Linked DNA regions of Mus musculus: all the other regions are linked to region 1. Evidence: chromatin contacts called from public Hi-C and promoter capture Hi-C data. All regions are on one chromosome and are shown on one strand. The core of a region is the stretch at or near the end of the contact, and the rest is flanking DNA. Distances in the headings are between cores, read along the strand shown.

Region 1 (3,684 bases), core at 310-2,809:
ATGTGTTTTGCATATTTTATAAAATCCAGTGTTTAATGCTAAGACAAGAAAACTACCTTTGAAAGATGTTGACACACATTTATGGAGATCTGTAGAGGGATTCGGGGTAGGGATGGAGTTCTTCTGTTGCTCATCCAGTTTTCTGGTACAGGTTTGTTTGGTGTACTGTAAAGGCCTCGGTATTTTGTGGGACGGACTGTGGGCTGTGCTCTCTCAAAATCACTCTAGGGGTCATGCTGACCTATGAGAGGAGCAGTTAGCTCAGGAGAAAGAAAACTTGACAACTACAAACAGCATTTTGAAAAGAACAACAAAACAAAACCTTCACTCCAAAGAGTACACTCCAAAGTCAACAAAGCCTCCTTACTCTGCAATTACCCTTAAAAAACAAAAACAAAAAAACGAAACGGAAAAAAAAAAAAACCCACCTCACTCATCTGACGTTCAGAAACGCAGAGTGAGCCTGAGTCTATTAAATCTTGCTGCTGGGATGCTTACAGGCGATGGGGGGAGCTCACAACCGCCTGTGCTCTGAAAAAGAAACCCGAGAAGTGAAGGTAGGAGGGGGCTGAAGCCTTTTGGCAAACGCACTGCTAAGTTTGTCCCTTGGTCTTGAGATCACGAACAATAAAGGTGTGGCAAGTTACATGAACTTTTCCACCTCTGTACTTGGATCTTATTTTTGTGTATGAATACTACACCAAGAGATAAGCTGTATCTGGAAGCTCAAGATTAGAGTTAGAGATGCTGAGTCCGGTGGCAGACACCGTCGTTCACCAACATGCCCACCTGCAGCCACCAGGACCTCCAGCTCCTACGCTGGCCCATAATTTGGGATTAAATACGTGGGAATCTTGATTGCCAGTTGTTTAGAGGGAGCCAGGTAGGAGTGGATGGGATGCTGGGGGCTTATCATTTATTTATTGCCACTGTCTGGATTGTTGATGGTAGTGGCAAGCACATCCCTGCACTAGCAAGGCAAGTGTGACACCTTGAGGACAGGGAAGGGGGTGCCAGGAGTCCAGGGCGGCTACAAGAGTTGCCAGGGCTGGGTAGGGGGAGAGACAATTTGTTCCAATCCTTTGACCAGCTGCTTAGTATGGTTGGAGCAGGGCTTTCCAGGGTTGGGTTCGGTTGACAAGTGAAGTTTTGCATTTCTCCTGGGCTACACCAAGCCCTGATCTGTGTATGCCAAACACCCAAGACCTCCGGGTCTGTCCTGACCACCACTTAGCTGAGTGACAAGCAGACATATGGCGAGCCACCCTGCTTGCTGACTGACCTGGAGAGATGCTCCCGGGTGGCGCGTTGAGGTGTTTGTGGGTCCTTTATACCCGCTCCTAGGGAGGTGCGTGGGATGCGCATCCATTCGGGCAGACCCAGGATGGGTGGGGGCGGTCCTCCAGGCTGCTCTTTGGCCACCTTGGGAACGCAACTTTTCCGGGGGTATAGGTGGGGAGAGCATCAGTGCCTGGTGGGCGAGGCTGTCGTCCTGGGCACCCCGCCCCCTCCTGGGCTGCCCCTCCCCCGCGCCCCTGCTCTGGCTCTCCAGCATCCTCACTCCGCCCAGTTCTGTGCCAGCTGCGTGGGCTCTGGTTTCGTGCGGGTTTTTTTCCCCCTTGGAATGCTCCAAAAAACTCGGTAGCGACTACGGAAACCCCATCGGAACTGACCAGCTGCGCTAGCACCAGGCACAGCACTGGTGCTGCGCGCTCGCCGAGCCCACCTCGGTCACTTCAACCACCAGATTGCAACTTTGCGGGTAAGAGAGGGTGCAGGCTCCGCGCTCCAGACGCGGGCCTCACATCTGGGATACTGATTAAGTTTCCTAAGCCGACTGGGAAGCAGGCTCCCTGCTAGGAGGCGGGTATCCCTGGGGGCTTACGCGAGTCACCAGGGTGCAGCAGCTTTTTAAGGTTCTTCTTCTTTTTAAAAAGGTTGCTTTTTTAAGGTTCGGGGAAAGATTTTCGCGAAGCTTTCTTTGGATGACCTGGGATAAGGGGGAGTTTGGGGGTGCTTCCAGGCTCTCTCTGTATCGCGTTGTGAGGCAGGGGTGAGGACGAAGAGCGAACCCCCGGTGTGATTTACATGGTAAACAAAGGATCAGCCCTTATCCCCGCGGTGCTGGGGAGCTCGGTGCTTGTGTACAACCTCCCGTGCGCGTTTGGACGTTTGGAGAGGATGGAAATGACATGGTCCTTGGGCACGTAAGGTGAGCTCTATGACTCTCCAACGAGCTGAGGGCACGAAGGGAGGACAGCGACCGCTGTTCAGTGGGTTCATTCCCCTCTGCGTCATTTTCCTCTGTCAAGCAGCAAAAGCACTTTTAAGCTTGTGGTTGGACCAGGTTTGGGGGTTCCTAGTTCGCTTGGCAACTGAGATTCCAGCTGAACCAGTGACTCTGCTTGCTACTTGAGTAGATAGCTTGAATCCATGGCGCAACTTGTTGTTTCCAGCTGCGAACTGCCTTTTGTGACTCCAGAGAGAGACAGAGAAAGATAGAGACATGAGGGTGGAGGTGAGCTGGGCAGAGGGACCAAAGACCATGTGTCCAGTGTTCTCCAGCCACTGTGGTGTATCCCTGCCCACTGCGGTTTTTCCCAGGGGAGCATTATCATTAAATACCGCTGGCTGCTATAAAAGGTTATCAAGTTACTTACGGAGGGAGTAAGCTACTAAGCCAAACGAGTGGGAAGAGAGAGAAAACGCTGTCACTGTGCCTTTAAAATGAAATCTTCGAACAGATTTGTAAAACTGTGATAAAATAAACCACCGAGGTTCATAGGCTCGCTGGCTTTTCTCTCGTAGTCATCACAATGCAAAGTACTTAAAAATTCTTTAGGAAGAATAAAAGATTTAGCAGAGGATTTTTTTTTAAAGACTCAGACACCGAGAGTAGGAGTTGGCGGTTATGTTAACGGTGTTACGATTTGCTATTTAAAGTTATATTTGTAACGCCTACTTCTGTTCATCTGGACAGTAAACCAGGAAACATCCAGCTCTTAAGAGAAACAAAGTAGTAAGATATAGGGGTAATCCTGTCCGAAACTCAGAATTAGGATCAAAATTGAATTTAACGTGGGTAAAGTGAATGAAGGTCTTTACAATCTCTGCAAATCAATGCTGTGGTTAACCAGGATCAATCAGTCAGCCCGGGCAAGGTAAATGGGCATCAAAGGATATATGAATAACTTGGATTAAAAAGGGTAGCAAGGAGAGGGAGGGAGAGTGCATGTGCACGGTTTCAGAGAAAGACTGCAAGGAGCAGCTTTGCCTTGCCTGAACTTTGATCTGAATCTTTACACTGACTGGTGGGAGGAGGAGGAAGGATAGACTTAAGCCAAGAAAGGCAAAGGGGCCAAAAACCTACAGGTTGGTGAAAGAGAGACATCAGAGTTGCCCATGGTCCTCTGAGGGGATATATCACGAGGAAAAGATTTGCAAGTGTGAACTTAGAAAAGTTTATCAGTGTGATCTGGAAGGAGCATTCATCAGAAGCATCAGGTATCAAAGCTGGACAGGAAACAAACATCTCTTAGCTGAAGCTGCCACGCATTGATAGCTTTTGTAAGAATCTCTGATCTTAAGAAATGAAGCACATCTCAGTTTTCTTCTTTTCAGTCATTCTCAGAGATATGAGAGGGACTAGATTTATAAGGCTTCCATGTTTTAAATAATCTTATA
Region 2 (3,262 bases), core at 150-2,649, 520 kb after region 1:
CATCAGAGCGATCTGGTGATTGAGGTAGAGTTCAAAGTCAGCTTGGTTTACTTAGCCAGGTCCATGCCAGCCAGGGCTACATAGCAAGACTCTGTCAAAAAGCAAAAACAAAACAAAACAAAAAGAAACCCTGGTATTAAGTAATAATTTATGCTTCTAAAACTTTCATCTCTTTTCTAAAGGATAACTAGTATTGTTTTTCAAAGCACAGTTTTTAAAATGCTCTTGCAGTGTGAGTGTATGATGGCTGGATGCGATATAAAGTCCCTTTGAAGACAGGCAGAAAACAAGTAAGTTGACACCCAAAATCACAAGACTCTGCAGAACCCAGAGCCACCTAAATATCCCAGATCTCAAGAGCCCGAGGAAAGGAGATTGCCAAGGCCAGCCTGGGCTACATAATGCATTCCAGGCTAGCCTGGGCTACAGTGTGACACCATGTCTCCATTTATGTACAAAAATATTGGCAGGTTGGGTGTTTACCTACAGACAGAAGTGCTCTGAGGAGCAAAACCCAACTTCTACAGAGAACATTCCCAGCTAGGTTCCTGCTAGGTCCTGATATGTAAATGAGGGTGCCCCAAGTAGGTACCACTCTTTTCTGATTGGCTGACTGTGGGATATATAGTTCATTGGTCCTAGTGAGATGACAAGATAGGAATTCCCAGGGGCTCTTGACCATGCCTGGCTTGAGACCCAGTGTAGTTAAGTTTGTGGTTTCTCAATAAACCAAAGTAAAATTCCCCAGTCAGAACTGGCCACACTTTGAATTTAGGCCCGGTTAGCCACTTGAGAGCCTTCTTGGAGGTGTGGTTTTTCTTAAGTGTCACAAGATGGATTCATAGAGTAATTGGGCAGCTTCCACTCGCTGGCCACTTATGCTCAACCCCATTCATTTGTGACGGCCCTGGAGATGGACCCCTCTGTTTATATTAAGTCACCATTTTAGAACTTAGGGACATTTGCCTGAAGGGGGGGGGGCTGCAAGGTGAAATAGGTGTGCTGTTCATGTTTCTATCCACATCCTTATAATCATTCTGACCGTTGAGTAAAGTATCATGATTGACAGGCATGTACTACAATGGTCTGCTGGGTAATTGTATGGTCTCCATGAAGAAGGCGACAACCTGCCAGGAAGGAGAACAGGACGTACAGTTTCCTACTGCAGTGCAAGGGAATAGAAGAAACTGTTAACATTTTAATTCCTTCACTTAAACTGAGAAAAAAATATTTTAAGGCTGCAATTACACCATGCATTCTCAATATAGTAAAGCTGGTGTCTAAAAATGTTTTCTTTCTTCAAACAAACATATGCAAATCCCAGAATGGGTGAATGGATGCCAAGCAATGGAGAGAAAGGAACCTTTCGTGAGTGAAAACAGAGAATAAAACTAAAGCCACAGCATTACAAGGTGGCCCCCTGCTGTTTCTTTTGGGATAGAGCATCAAATAGAAACCCCCAGCTGGGTGACAGGGCCAATTTTCAACAGTTTGGACTTGGGAGAATTTGACTTAAATCATTCTATAAAGTTTAATCATTTATAAAAAGTTTTAACGGTGAACGGATAGGGTCTGAGGAATGTTACGCTGAGCGCCGTGTTTGAGCTGCATAAGCCGGTAAATCCCTTACTGACAACATTGTTGATTTAAGGTCAGATTTTCATTATTTATGTGATATATTGTTTAAATATTTCCAAAAGAAGATTACAATCATGCCAGATGGTTTCTCCAGTGAGGACAGTCAGCCCACATCTGTGGCCAAGCTCTTTTCACTTGGAAGAAAAATCTCATAGCTCAAAAACCATTCCTAACACAAAGTACCCCCCAAATCACAAGGGTCCACGAAGTCCAGAAAGTTAACTAAAAAAAAAACACACAACACCAAAGGCGATGCCATTTGGCCATTGTTTTTTAGAGTTCCGGGAGCAGAAACAGACTAACCAGAAGAGAATTTAGCTCAGGTTTCAGGGTTCCCTGTGAGTACTGGGGTGGGGGTCAAGGGTCAGGAATTGTTTCAAGTAGAGGCAGGAAGCACTTCTCCTCAAGCCCTTTTGAGTCGTTGCCTCCAGAGAGCTGAGCGAGGGAATCAGCCTTCAGCCTTCAAGTGACTCATCCGATTTGTTCCCAAGTTAAATACACCATGCTTCGTTTTCATATTTTTTTCTGCTGTTATTTGTCCTGAAAGGGGGGGGGGGTGTGCACAGAATTCTTTTTACCAGCTCAGGATTCACAAACTCTGCATCATTCCCACCATTCCCATCATTCACATGCAGCAACACAGACTTAGTCAGAAAATGCTAATTCACTTTTACTGGGGGGCATCTTGTGCTAAGAGGAAATAGAAACCAATGTATTAAATTAAACTCAGATTGTAACTCAGAAATAAAAGACTGATGGATAAAGGGCAAGATTGCCCAGACTGTTTGCTAACAACACTGCCAACCTCAGTTTGACCCCACAGATGAGGTGGGAGAGGGATAGGGACAGAGACAGGGACAGGGACAGGGGTGGGGAGGGGGAGAGGGAGAGGGAGAAAAATTGAAAAGGAAGAAACAAAGATAGAGTAGGAAGCTGGGTCTGGTAGCTCACGCCTGTAATCCCAGCACCTGTAAGATAAAAACAGAAAGATTATCATGAGTTTGCGGCCAGTCTGCAAACCATAATGAGTTTTATAGCCTGTCGGGAATTCAGAATTGGATCCCACTGCGAACAAAGCTTAAGAAGGTATTAGTAAACTGTGTGTGACAGTATGTCTGTGTGTGTGTGTGAGAACATGCATACTAAGAATATTGTCCCTGTACTACATCCGTAGCCCACATGAAATATTTAAGGATATGTGAACCAGTATTGATCCAATAATGGAGCCACTCAAAGTTCAGAGCCTCTGCTTTGTGAGACTTATACAGGGTAATCAGGCTCCTGTGGGCATGAATTCTGAATCTGCTGCTACACTGATGATGCCTCTTCATATTAGCTGTGTGTTGCAATTAGAAAACATTCAATTGTTACTTCTTGAATGAACGAATGAGTGCAAACACTGTCTGGAAACCTTAATGAATTAAGAGGTTTTATTTATTTCAACTAAAACCAACATTGAGTGCCTATCTACTAGGGAGGGGAAAGGTGTTAGGCCAAACAATGGGAGAATGCTGAAGTTTAAGGAAAAGTTCTACCTGGGTTAAAGTGACAGTTGATGATGGAGCCTGATACATTACTGGAGTTAGAACATGGAGCAGAGCCAGAAGAGATAAAGGGAGGAGAA
Region 3 (3,609 bases), core at 221-2,720, 690 kb before region 1:
ACTAACCCGTTGAGGGAATCAACTGCAACACAAAATGTTGCACCAGTGAAGTATTCCGAATTCTTGGGCCAACCCAAATCCAGCCGGAAAAGAGGGTCCTCCATTCTCCAGGAAACGTGAAAAGAAAATGTCCTTGAAACCTCAAATAAAATCAAAATACTCAGATTCAGTTCGACAACCAGAAGGTAGCCGGAAATAAGATTGTATATCTAAAGATCAAAACAACCATAAGAAAAGTCTAATGATGACTTAAGAGTGTAGTAAGAGCTGGGGAAAATCCAGTGTGTGTGTGTGTGTGTGTGTGTGTGTGTGTGTGACTTAAGAGTGTAGTAAGAGCTGGGGAAAATCCAGTGTGTGTGTGTGTGTGTGTGTGTGTGTGTGTGTGTGTGTGTGATGTTTACTTATTTTTATTTAGACTTGTGTGCATGAGCTCGGGTGAGTTTATGTGCACCATGTGCCCACAAAGGCCAGAAGAGGGCATCAGGCTCCCTGGAACTGGAGTTACAGTGAGAGAGTGAGCCTTCAAGTTGGTGCTGGGAATCGAACCTGAGTCCTCTGAAAAAGCTGCTCGAGCTCCCAACCTCCGCGCCACCTCCCCAGCCCCACGTGCATTCTTTTTACACTAAATGAGAGGACGAGTCGTCAGCTGCTGAGCCCCAGGGGAGCAGGTTTGGGACCCCAGGGGCTGTACCCCTCGGTGGCACCCACACCCACAGCCTTCTGCCTGCTATTTACCAGCGAGCCACAGAAGCGCGAATGCAAAACCAGACAGGAAAGGAAGAAGGCGGCGCCCGCCAGGCAGACCCAGGCTCTCGCCATCGCGAGGGTCTGGGAGGCGAAAGTCAGCGAGGCCTGAAGCCGGCTCTAGGGCAGAGGCAGACTAAAGCACCGGGAAACTCGACCGGAGAACCGCCGAAGACTAATTCCGGGTGTCCTGCTCCTTGCTCCGCCCCGAGTCAGGCGCCCAGCGAGTGACCCTGGTCCCCACGCCGAGGTGCTCCTGGCCACTAGGATGGCGGCGTCCGCAGATCTTCCTGACCTACTTACTCTTCGCTCCTTTAAACTCACTTTCAAGAAGCAAAACAGAGCACCGAGAAACTGAAGAGTTAGGGGATCGTGACACTAAAACAATGACTACCACGCTCCGAAAAGGACTTTAGTCACGTCTGCTCCACAAGCATTCAGGCTTCTGCCGTGGACGCCTATATTCCCACACTAGGACCCCGCCCCCCCCCCCCGACGCCCCAAACTAATCATTTGTGCAAAAGCGACTTAAGGTGGCGGTGCACCATTGCGTCTTGTGGGCGCGACACGCTCTATCAAAGGTCCCCTGGAGCTGGTGGGGCATTTAGGGGAGCACCCGCTGGGCGCCTGGCCGTATGAGCGCTGAGGTGCTCGAGAGCCTCCCTTCGCAAGGCTCTGGCCCCCTTCGTCCGGCTCCTAGTGCGCCCCGGCCGCCCGCCCGCTCCCGGAAGCTACGAAAGCCCGTAACAAAGGACCTGCGGGGGCCGCCGGTTGCCGGAGCTGCGGGACCCCGGGATCGGGCGGATCGGCGGGTCTGAGCGCCCGCGGGGCCACGTGTCCCGGATCACGGCGGTGAGCGGAGCGTGGCTCGGCGGCCTTCCCCGGAGCACCCGGCTGTCGGCACCCTCCGGAGCCCTGATTTCTGCAAACGCACAAGCCCGCTCTGCTCTGAGCAGCTGAAGCTTTGTGTGAAGAAGCTACTGAAGTCTGATTTTTATTTAAAAAAACAAACAAACAACAACAAAAAAAAACCCAACTTTTTCCAAGTTTTCGTTCTGGGATTTTTTGTTTTGTTTTGGTGCAGTTTGCAATACTCTACCTCCTCGCCTCCTTTCTCCTCCTGGTGTATTATCCACGAGACGAACCTGGGATGAGCGTTTTGTAATTGCAAGAACTGTGAGACGTCACGACGGAATAGTACTCAAGATGGACAAAAAGTCCTTTGAGACGGTGCTGGATGAAATTCGAAAGGTAATTGACCTTGTTCCCTGAAATTCGTCTGAGATAATAATGGTCGTGAGTTACTTTCTTTGAGGTGTTGTGTGTAGTCAGCAGAGGAACTTGAACTTTCCTGTGTAACGTAAGAACTTGCATCTTGGTCCGTTGCACCGCTTAAATAGAAGATAAACCACCTCACTGCTAAACTTGGGAAGTCATTGTGGTACGGGAATTACGTTTGTACTACCTACAGCCCCGGAGCCAACTGTAAATCCGTAATAACTGAGCTTTTGGTTGACTGACATTTATTCAATGTTAACATGGTTCGGTAACAGGAGTGACTAGGCACTGGAAGGGATGCCGAGAAAGTTCTTTTCCAGATCTCTTCCCCTGCCTTTGCTCTCCTTCCATCTTTTTGACACTGTTTATATTTCCTATTTCCTGGAAGGAACCAGGCAGCAAAAAAAAAAAAAAAAAAAAAAAAAAAAATTTGGAATGTAAGGTTGAGGCTAAAAGTATCTCTTACATAAAAAATAGCAGGTTGCCTGTTTGACAGAAAGGGCAGTGCTGTGACCTCACAGCATCTCACAGCTTGCATCTGTTCGGCATCTCAAACGGTGCCCCTGACTGGCACTGCAAAAATTGGCGCCAGATCTAGAGGTTTTTGTTTTTGTTTTTTTGTTTGTTTGTTTGTTTTTTGAGACAGGGTTTCTCTGTATAGCCCTGGCTGTCCTGGAGCTCACTTTGTAGACCAGGTTGGCCTCGGACTCAGAAATCCGCCTGCCTCTGCCTCCCGAGTGCTGGGAATAAAGGCGGGCGCCACCACGACCAGCGGATCTAGAGTTTTGTTTTGCTCTTTGTAAGACCCCTTTTCCTCCCTTCCCCCCTTTTCAGATAACATATATTTAATCTTTCATATTTGGTGGTGCTGAATTTTTTTCTTTTCAAATAAACTTCTGCACTTGCTGAGTCTCATCTAATTAAAATTTGAAACAAAATGTCTTTTTATCATGTACTTAGAATTTGCCACAGTTGGTTTCTGAGCTGTTTTTTAACCATTCTGAGAAAATAAATTTTAAGTTAAGGTAGACATGAATGCAGACATGCATATGTCTATCTTCTCCCTTCTCAGCCTTGTAAAAATGTCTGGTAATAAATATCAACGAGGGAATCGGAAAGGCTCCAGAGATAAAAGTCTGTTCAGACGGGGTAGCCTTCAAGGCCACAGTTCTAGTCTGCAATCAAAATGTGTCGCCAGTTGGCTTTGCCAGATGGAGAAGACAGCGACAGTGTCTTAGTCTACTAAAATGCAGTAAAATAGATATGGGCGTTTTTAAGTAGGGGTGGTGCTATAATTTTTAGAAATTGCTTTAGATTTTGTAAATGTCCATGCCAATGGGCCTCCTCTTCTGTTGTTACTGTACACCCACAGGTAATACTGGCTCTCACTTCTCAAAGTAGAAGCATGTGAGAAGACACTTGGGGGAAAAATAGGAAAGGCATTGTTTTGTTTTCTCAAAATGGGAGTAATAAGAGCTGTTAATTAGTAAGCACTTTCTGTTTGACTCCAGCTTCTTAATTGGAGTTAGGTGGTGGACTCCCAGTGTACAACCCCAAGCCAAGCCCTCATTAGGTATCTAATACTCC
Region 4 (3,435 bases), core at 703-3,202, 580 kb before region 1:
GCTGTCCCAGGTAAGATAAATCAGAACTCACCATCATCCCTGTCTGTGAGGATGGTCACATTGGCTCCTGGAAACTTGTCACCGATCCTCCCGCCCATGGGCATGCTCAAAAGGACCTGGAAAGTCTCCTCCTCTTCGTACAAAGAGTCATCAATTACCAAAATACGACACATTTTCTCTCGTTCGTCTTTGTCAAAGCGGATCACGCTGCTGTGGTCCTCGGGCCTGGAGATGTAGTCAGAGTAAGAGAGCACGGACGTCCGCACAGTGCTGGTGGCTGTCCCTAGGAGCCAAGAGAACCCAAAAGACTTCAGTGTCTCTCTCTCTCTCTCTCTCTCTCTCTCTCTCTCTCTCTCTCTCTCTCTCTCTCTCTCTCTTTCTATTTTTCTTCCAGACAGGATTTCTCTGTGTAGCCCTGACTGTCCTGGAACTCACTCTGTAGACCAGGTTGGCCTCGAACTCAGAAATCTGCCTGCCTCTGCCTCCCAAGTGCCATGTGCCACCACTGCAAGACTTCAGTTTCTAAAACCTGTTGTTTTCATATTCAGTATTTAACTGTTGCAACCCTATACAGCCACACCTCAGAACTGCAGTGGCAACTACATTGTATCCTTACAGCACAGGTCTCCTTCAGAGTCACTTCTACACAGTATCCTTATAGGACAGGTCTCTCTCAGAATCACAATTACTGATTATCCTTAGAGCACAGGTCTCCCTCAAAATGACCTCACACACTGCAAATACTGTCTTTCCAGTGTTTTCTCCTACCTATCCTCCAACAAGCTTTCAGATCAACACCACAGGGCAAAATAGCATCTCCCACTATTCAAATGTTTCCCGTGTCTAGGCCAAGGTCACATGCCTTCTGTCTTGCCTCAGTCCTTCTGTCTATCTGCTGGGTTTCAGGCTTTGGGGATGTGAGGAGTTGAGAGGTAAGTGCGCTAGTTCTGGCATCTGGGTACAAGGCTGAGACTGAATCTTTTATAATTATCCTTTATTCAGCTTTTCAGATCACACACACATTGATGGGAATTTTCATGAAAGTCCAACATGACAACTACAACAAAGGGAACTTTTTTTCTTTTCTATTGGTTTTTTTTCTAGAAAATGATTTGAAATGTTAATGACTTTTATATATTAACCTTAAGTTTGTCTTATGCAAATTTGCCTTTCATAGGATGCTCACATACGAGCAAAACAGTACTTTGAAATTTGTTTGCAAAAATGGTTAACGAGTTTTCCATTTTCAAAATACTCATTTAATGTCCTTTAAACTTGAGGACACCTTAAAAAGTGAATTATGGAAACCTTGAAGAACTCCAAGGAGAGACCTACATCTGTGACACTCTCCAGAGTCCACTAAACACCAACAGGATGGATTAGTTATCCTGGCCATTTTAACATTAATCATGTCATAAAGTATATGCTCAGAAGAGATCTACTGCTCTTTAGTGGAAGTTCGAATTTGTCCCTCATATGATCACGTAACCATTAACAGTTTCTTATATGCTTCATGAAGACATGCTCAGGAGAATATAGATCCACTTCCAATATATAATGGCTTGTCTATAATTCCTCGATCTATTTCCAATCGATAATGCTTTGTCTCTAATTCATTGCCTACATGGTCTTTTGTTTGGTAAAGTTCTACAGTCACATATACAAGGTACAAAAGTATCAATTTTGTTTTTTTGATTCAACTCCACACTTTTTTTCCCCTGCTTATGATGGCATAGAACCCAATACCTGGTCTTTTTCCTAATACGTAACAGAGGAAAACTCTTAGGACACTGCTGTTTCCAGTCAAATCAGCTTGAAATTAGTGTGTCCTCTTCAAGAATGCATTGCCTTGGCCTTTCGTTCTCTTTTTGTCCTGCTTAGGATCAATCACACAGCCTTTGGCACGGCAGGGAAGCCACTGAGCTGTACAAAGGTTGTGACATGTTGAGACATTCCAGGGTGTCTGAGAAGGCTAGCAAGCTGTGTCACAGACCAGACCCCACCTCTAAACAACAGCTCCAGATGGCCTCGGTGCCCTGCAACCTAAGTTGGGCTAAGTGACCAATAGTTGAGGGAAGAAGTGTCAGTTTCTGCCAGGTTGACCCAGAGGCCCCTAGAGATGTAGCACGAAGCACAGCTGTTAAGGAATGCTCCAGTGTCTATGAAAAGCTGCAACAAAGCCCCACCGGATGAAGAGGACGCTGGACGCGCTGACTGGGGGAGGCCACTGGGCGCGTTGACTGGAGGTCATTTCACTTGGCTCAACAACGGGCTTACCTTGCTGTGTGTAGCAGATCACCATCAGCTCCCGGCTGATGTCTCCACTTCTCCTGATGGGAATGAACAGCTCACCCACATCTTCTTCAACAGAGTACTCAGACTGGGGAATGAACACGGTTGATTCTAAAGAGAATACAATTACAGTTGCTATCATTTTTTTTTTTGCTTCGTTTCTCCTTTTTGATCTGAATCTCTTATGTCAGAAACTGAACATGACTCTAATAGTTTTTTTTTTTTTCTTTTTCTTTTTTAAAAGAACCGTGTCAGGGAGGGGTGGAGAACTCAGCATAGCTTGGATCTCCAGTCATCACTTTGTTTTCAGTAAACACCGGTGTGCAGTGCTTTTCAATTGCCCTCTTTCATCTTGGCAGCGGAGGGCATCTTCCCTGGTATAACCTGAGAGGTAGAAATGCCCTGCTTTACAGGACCTTGGGATCACACGGTTGTGCCTGGCTCCCAAGCACAGTCAGGTTGGACCTCAGATCATGTAACTTCTACTCTACCCAAAGGGCTTCCTTTGGGATGATTTGTGATTAAAAATGTAACAATATACTGTTCAACTGTTTTCAAACAACAGTTCCTTTAGAGTTTCCAAGTGTCTTCATCAGCTAACATCACCTCTGTCGTGTTTTCTTTTCCTCCCTTAGCAGGATAGCAATTACTCGTGACATAAAAGCTATGTTTATACGACATTACTAGTCTCAATGATTCTTTTAATAAAACATAGATGAAAGGTACATTAATTAATACAAATGGCATAATTAAACTGTTAAAAATAGATCTACTGTGTAAAACTTTTGCGATTATTTAATTCAATAGTTTGACATTACAAACCCAAAACAGATTCTGGCATTCTTCTGGAAGTCGGCTTCCCTGGAAGTCTCAACATCCACACAGAAAACACATCTCAATTATCTCTGAGACAGTAAGCACAATTCTTCTGTGGCTAAAAAAGACTCCAGAATAGCACACACAGTGAAGACGCACATCCCACCCTGCCCTGTGGCTGAGGGCACTAAGGATGAGAGCGCCGCCCCCATCCGTGGAGGGCTCCCTGATGCCGAGGCTTCCGGTGGGTCAGCCAAAGGGAAGAGTCTGCAGGAAAGGGCTTCTGGGACAAGAACCAGAAATGGTTCAGTGGTTAAGAGCACTTAC

Evidence for each region. Promoter capture Hi-C pulls out the DNA fragments that hold promoters and counts their contacts. Hi-C and Micro-C count contacts between places; a contact is called where the count stands out from the background.
Region 2: a Hi-C map of cortical neurons shows a contact between it and region 1, with 5 times the contacts expected there. The contact joins the enhancer-like site here to the promoter of Trpc4 in region 1. A contact is called at or near these places in 2 of 39 promoter capture datasets (cranial neural crest and pre-B cells), 11 of 484 Hi-C or Micro-C datasets (B cells, cerebellar granule neurons, cerebellum and 6 more), 4 of 115 datasets of contacts at active chromatin or transcription factors (astrocytes, embryonic forebrain, embryonic midbrain and 1 more) and 1 of 9 other capture datasets (embryonic stem cells).
Region 3: a contact with region 1 is called in a Hi-C map of nephron progenitors, with 9 times the contacts expected there. The contact joins the promoter of Proser1 here to the promoter of Trpc4 in region 1. A contact is called at or near these places in 1 of 39 promoter capture datasets (neural stem cells), 1 of 15 datasets of contacts at CTCF or cohesin (stem cell-derived epiblast-like cells), 4 of 484 Hi-C or Micro-C datasets (cortical neurons, nephron progenitors and olfactory sensory neurons), 6 of 115 datasets of contacts at active chromatin or transcription factors (astrocytes, embryonic stem cells, forebrain and 2 more) and 1 of 9 other capture datasets (embryonic stem cells).
Region 4: a contact with region 1 is called in a promoter capture Hi-C map of embryonic stem cells, with 3 times the contacts expected there. The contact joins the enhancer-like site here to the promoter of Trpc4 in region 1. A contact is called at or near these places in 8 of 39 promoter capture datasets (the C10 cell line, cranial neural crest, embryonic stem cells and 3 more), 2 of 15 datasets of contacts at CTCF or cohesin (large pre-B cells and pro-B cells), 10 of 484 Hi-C or Micro-C datasets (the AtT-20 cell line, cerebellar granule neurons, cerebral cortex and 7 more), 8 of 115 datasets of contacts at active chromatin or transcription factors (SST interneurons, astrocytes, embryonic forebrain and 5 more) and 2 of 9 other capture datasets (adipose tissue and embryonic stem cells).

Annotation. Positions count from the first base shown.
Region 1 is chr3:54,154,498-54,158,181 of GRCm38.p6, forward strand. It overlaps Trpc4 (transient receptor potential cation channel, subfamily C, member 4), which reads left to right and starts at 1,560. Exons shown (of 11, transcript NM_016984.3): 1 at 1,560-1,762.
Region 2 is chr3:54,671,587-54,674,848 of GRCm38.p6, forward strand. No RefSeq gene overlaps it. Among named protein-coding and RNA genes, the nearest start is that of Supt20, 22 kb to the right of the region's middle. Within about 2 kb of position 1,400, at least 16 of the 459 cell types and tissues checked have an H3K27ac peak or open chromatin away from gene starts, as enhancers often do. A contact at or near this core is called in cortical neurons, where this site is marked.
Region 3 is chr3:53,462,325-53,465,933 of GRCm38.p6, forward strand. Proser1 (proline and serine rich 1) reads left to right here and starts at 1,471. Exons shown (of 13, transcript NM_173382.2): 1 at 1,471-1,995. The coding sequence starts at 1,951. Nhlrc3 (NHL repeat containing 3) reads right to left here and starts at 934. Exons shown (of 7, transcript NM_172501.2): 1 at 736-934; 2 at 1-140. The coding sequence starts at 819.
Region 4 is chr3:53,572,254-53,575,688 of GRCm38.p6, forward strand. Frem2 (Fras1 related extracellular matrix protein 2) reads right to left here. Exons shown (of 24, transcript NM_172862.3): 5 at 2,278-2,403; 6 at 32-283. Among named protein-coding and RNA genes, the nearest start is that of Frem2, 83 kb to the right of the region's middle. Within about 2 kb of position 1,953, at least 6 of the 459 cell types and tissues checked have an H3K27ac peak or open chromatin away from gene starts, as enhancers often do.